Regions from separate parts of the Hordeum vulgare genome. Here region 1 is linked to region 2. A link is a contact called in public Hi-C data. All regions are on one chromosome and are shown on one strand. The core of a region is the stretch at or near the end of the contact, and the rest is flanking DNA. Distances in the headings are between cores, read along the strand shown.

The links. Hi-C and Micro-C count contacts between places; a contact is called where the count stands out from the background.
Region 1: a contact with region 2 is called in a Hi-C map of seedling, with 4 times the contacts expected there. The contact joins the promoter of LOC123439740 here to the promoter of LOC123439712 in region 2. A contact is called at or near these places in 2 of 6 Hi-C or Micro-C datasets (leaf and seedling).

Annotation. Positions count from the first base shown.
Region 1 is chr1H:390,210,916-390,213,615 of MorexV3_pseudomolecules_assembly, forward strand. It overlaps LOC123439740 (sm-like protein LSM5), which reads left to right and starts at 1,266. Exons shown (of 4, transcript XM_045116429.1): 1 at 1,266-1,470; 2 at 1,653-1,776. The coding sequence starts at 1,434.
Region 2 is chr1H:390,051,848-390,054,547 of MorexV3_pseudomolecules_assembly, forward strand. LOC123439712 (probable folate-biopterin transporter 7) reads right to left here and starts at 1,405. Exons shown (of 2, transcript XM_045116402.1): 1 at 861-1,405. The coding sequence starts at 1,137.

The sequences.
Region 1 (2,700 bases), core at 16-2,515, 160 kb after region 2:
ACCTTATCCTTGTGAAGATTCAGCCTAGTGAGCAAGTCATCCACATGCTCGTTTCTTCCATTACTATACTGCTTGACCCCACCTGTCCTCCATCATAGTACCAAACTACCAATTAGGTCTGTAGGTGTGAAAAACACCCTTAGTGAGCCAAAGTAACTTGAGTGTGTGGGGAAGAAGATGGAGGACAAGTGAAGGTAAAAAATCTTGACGAGTTATCACCACTAAAGCACACAAACCCCTAGTTTTTTTCGCAAGGGGATTTTTTCTTAAGGACCCCGACAAAGCTTTTTATATTTTTTATATTTTCACTTTTTCTTGTGAAAACAAAAAGGTTTTTATTTCATTATTTCTCTATTTTAACGTATCACAAGCAATATTCTTTGTTTTATAGATAAATCATAAGCACTAGGGTGTCAAGAGCAAAACCTACTCAATGTGTAGGTCGACGTTTGAGACCGAACATGCATGCATGTGGATATGGGCCAGCCCAAGTCGGCATGTTCGGCGACTCCCTATTTCGGTTTTGGAATGGTTCTAGGACCACTTCACCATTTTTTGTCGTTTTTATTATCCTTCTCTCCTTTTTGTTTTTCTGGTTTTTAAATTTTCCGTTTTTAAAACACCCATGTAATCCTATTCTTAAACATTTGATCAATCATGGTATAATTTTTCTAAAATTCGTGAACATTTTATGAATTTTGCAAAGATTTTTGAAGTTAGTAAATACTTTATAAATCTATGAATATTTTAAAAATTCTTGAACATTTGTTTTGAAATGTGAGAACAATTTTTGAAATTTAGAACATCTGTTGTCAATTCATGAACATCTTATAAACCTGAGAACATTTTGAAAATTTTGTGAACGTTTTTGAATTTAGTCAACTTTTTTGGAAATATTAGAATATGTTCAAATTAGTGAGTTTTTTAAATTCGTGAACATTTTCAAAACCAGATTTTTTTTCAAATTCTTGAGTATTTTCGAAAATTACTGATTATTGTTTTGTAATTTGTGAACAATTTTCAAAATCCAAGAACATTTTTCAAACTCATGAATAATTTTTTAAATAACCGAGTATTTCCAAATTTATGAATCTTTCTTGAAATTTAGAATGTTTTAATGCCGAATTTTTTTAAAGAGACAAAATATTTAAAAAATAAACAAACAGGGTCGCCCACCCTGCAGTGGGCTGGTCCAAACAGGGTAAGCTATTGCTCTATAAGGTTCTACATATAAAGTGGGCCGAAACCGCCGTCGAGAGCAACTCGCCCGTTAGCACGGAACTATCGACGGAAAATCCCCTCCGCAGCGCAGAAGCAAAAGGCCTCCCAATCCCCTCCACCTCCGCCGCCGTTCTTCTCCGTCCGCCCGCGCTCCAGCCGCGCCCTTCGCGTCGCCACCTACCTGCCTCGACTTCTCAGCCGTAGGCGGCGCCATGTCTCAGAACAACCCCTCCCAGCTCCTCCCCTCAGGTGCGCGGAACAACATCGTTTTTTTCTTTCTCGCAAAGCCTCTTTCGATTCCCCTAGCTGGCTAGCTCCATCGTCTGATCTGCTGGGTTCGAGCTCTTGACTCACGGGTTTTGCCTCCTTTTTCCGTGTGCGTGTCTCCACACGCGCGCGTGCGTGCTTGTGCGAACTGGTGCGACGAGCAGAGCTGATCGACCGGTGCATCGGATCTAAGATTTGGGTGATCATGAAGGGAGACAAGGAGCTCGTCGGCACCCTCTGCGGCTTCGACGTCTACGTCAACATGGTCCTCGAGGACGTTACTGAGTAGTAAGTGAAGCCCACCCAAACCCTAAACCCTAGTTTCTTTAGATCGATGCGCATCAGTTCTTACCTGGAATCTTGGGCTAAGTCTGTCTTATTTTGAGTGAATTATCAGCATATTTTAATTTAAGCTGGTGTGTTCACTTAGTTATGACTTGAATTTTGTACTTACACATATGTTGTAACAGTGGTGAAAATATGTCAACTGTTTGCTCCAGATTAGCAAGACCTCTCGGGAGTTCACGTGAATTAACGAACTTGACATCTTCTATCTGATTGGTCATAGGCTCGCTGGAGTTTGCGTGTTAGTCTTGTCTTATAGATTGGAAACCAGCCACTCTCACTAACAGTGTTGATACACCACAAGGTAGTTTGGTTGTTGTAGTAGATATAAAATGAGCATTCATGCAGCTGGTGCCATGATGTATCTCACATTGACACTTGCTTGGCTTCCAAAGATCACAACGCAGCTATCTGTTTTCTGAGTTAACAATTTGCATCATGACTTGTTGATAGAATGAAAATGGATATAGACAGGTGTACTAGAAGGCTGTGAGGGAGTTGCCTACTTAGAATAGAAACTGATAATTCTTTTTGGAGATGCCGGAAGTAGGTTTCTACGGATGTTGCACTAATTCTTCCGTTGATTTCACACTAGTCCATACATAATGCAGTGGATTTTCAACTTCCATTGTTTACACTAGTTCAGCAAAGATGTTGAGATGGTGGTGCATAATGTCATGTTATTTCTCTTTGCAAATTCGTGTTCCAGCTACATAAGTAAATAAAATATCATGACTATTAGTATTTTATATGCATCTGTGAGGGAAATCATACATAGACCCAGTTTCGTGTGCACCTGATGGTAAGGCATACATTGAATGCTTTTGTGCATAATTCAGTGTATTTAGGCGATGCTGAAGTTGCAAA
Region 2 (2,700 bases), core at 155-2,654:
AGACGCATCAGTTGTTGGGTTTCATACCATGATTATCGTTGAGTAAATAACATTAGTTTTTCTTAGGCATCTGATTGTGTCAATTGTATCAAAACAAAATATTCAGCATGGAATCTGAAGATGGGCAATCTTAAGTGGTGGTATTGCACAAATTATGACACTTTAAAGTGCAGGGCAAGGGCCACATCCGACTGAGAAAATATGCATCGTGACACTCTGGTTGCTGCTCTAAAAGACTACTTCACGAAAAGATGGAGAACGATGGTAATCAGAAGAGAAAACGGAAAGGGAAAGTGAAAGTGAAAGAAAACAAAAGGCACGCGCATAATAATCAAGAGGACAACTGTGTTCAAGTATATTCTTTATGGCGCTGTCATTCGCCACATGACACCAATGTGCAAACAAGTGAACAGCACGCAAGAAAAGAACGCAGAAAGCTCTAGCGTGGTAATCATTTTACTTTTTCTCCAAGGACAGCGCAGAAGAGTAAAAATATCCTACACTGCTCTGGCATACTAGAATTCCTACAACTCGTTTAATCAGTGATCAAGTACAGTGAAAGAGCGAAATTGTGCGTGCAACACGGGCAGTGCAGGGAAGGTGGAAATTTCAGAGAATTATCATTCTGCATCGCGAGTGTGGTTCCTATAATTCCAGGTTAACCGGTAAAGGGAGGTATGGAACCGAGCGTGCTTTCGAGCGTTCCACGTTATGAACCGTTAAAGTAAGGGAAGGGAGGGTATGGAAATGGAATCACGATGAGGATCATGGCGTCGGTCGGAGATTACGGAAAGTGGTGTTGGCAGATCTGAGAAGGGCAATGCGATAACGTGGGGGGGATAAAGGGAGGGGGGGCGTACCGCCGATGGCGACGTATGGCAGGCGTCGGCAGCCGCGGATGGGGACGGCGTCGGAGAGCAGGCCGAGGAGCGGCTTGGCGACCATGGGCAGGGTGGCGGAGGCCTGGAGGATCTGCAGCGAGGAGGAGGGGACGCCCATGGCGTCCTTGAGGAAGAAGTTGACGCCGAGCCACGGGAAGAGCCGGAAGCCCTGCACCCAGAACCCCACCCCGATCACCCACCGCTGCGTGGCGGCCGTGGCGGCCCTCTCGCCCTCCGCCTTCTGCTCCTTCTCCATGGCCCTCCCTCCTCCTCCTCCTCCTCCCCCGAAATCCGGCAGTGCGGAGTCTCGTCTGATCCGCGCGTCGCCGGGCCTTGTGTTCCTGCTCCGCTCCCGATCCGAGGGAAGGGAATGGGAGAGCTCGTGGTGGTTCTTGTGTTGTGCTCCCACCGGGGCGGGAGGACACGTGGGAGGGTTAGGTGTTATTTGGCCGAACAGAGTAGCAGTGGTGATGCAGGGGAATGTGGAATGGAATGGTTGGCACGAGAAGAACCAACACGTTGCCACGGATATGACACGGGGGCGTGGAGGCTCGCTGTATGTATGGCCGTACCTCCTTCCGGGCGGGCTCGTCTCTCGCTGGGGCCCAGAGCCATGTGGGCCAGTACCAATCGACCGTGTGTGCATGGTGGGTCAGTGCGCTCCCTGATGTCGGCGTGCCTTTTCGGCCGGCCTCCGGGCCACTTTTTACTAAATTGCTTTTTACTGTATTATATAAGGTGTAAACTACTCTAGTAGAAATTGCTTTTGAAGCTCGGCCTCCACCAAGGCTTTTAAATTTGAAATTCAAATTTCATGAAAATTTATATTTTTGTATTTCAAAAAAATCTAAAAAATACAGAGATAAGTGAAGGCGTAACACACATGTGTGTAAATTTTCAGAAAAAATTACGTTAAAATGAGGGTTGTAAAAAAAGACAAATCTAAGGCTTTTTAACACATGATACTATTCATCGTTTCAGGCCATGAATTTATCTTTTTTGTTCAAGTCGTATTTTAAGATATTTAGTCCTAAGTTTTACACACATATACATAACATCCTTCCTTACTTGCCTATTTTTTTAGTTTCTTTTTAAATCAAAAAGTTCGAATTTTATTTTTTTTTCAAAAATTTCGATCACCATGGAGCTCGGCCTCCAAACGTCCATTCTCGTAAACTACGCCATCCCATGAAAAAGTCAAAATATTGCTAAAAAATGAAAAAAAGCAGATTGAATATTGCAAGTTTGACATGCCATAATTTTAGCCGTAGTAGACATTGCGATAGATGCATCAAGCTTTTCTTGCAAATATGCAAGTTTTCTTTTGCGGGGTTGCAAATATACAAGTTTGGCATGCATTTATTGGCAATATGTATATCAAGCTCTTCTTGCAATATAGTCCTCCTAGGATTTATGTGCTATATAATCCGATAGGTGGTTTCCTGCTTCTCATGTTTATTGAATATGCTCCAACATCACTAGTGTAGTTTTCATTTTCTGTTGACATGTCTAGTTAATCAGGGCCGGACCGGCAATATCCGGGGCCCTGTGCCAAAATTTAAAAAGGGGCATATCTTTTGGTGGTGGAGCTATAAAGGGAAAAAAGGTGGACTAAACTAAATAAGAGACCCGATTATCTTCCCAAATTATATATAGTACTATTTCGGTAATTTGCAAAAAATAGTAGTATTGCAGTAGAGATAGTAAATACCCGGTACCTTTTGTTCCCTTCATTATGAGATCAACACATTTATCCTTGCAACAAGGCCAACTCATGGGTGCCTAGGAAAACAAAAGAGCACACAGGGTTGAAGCTAAC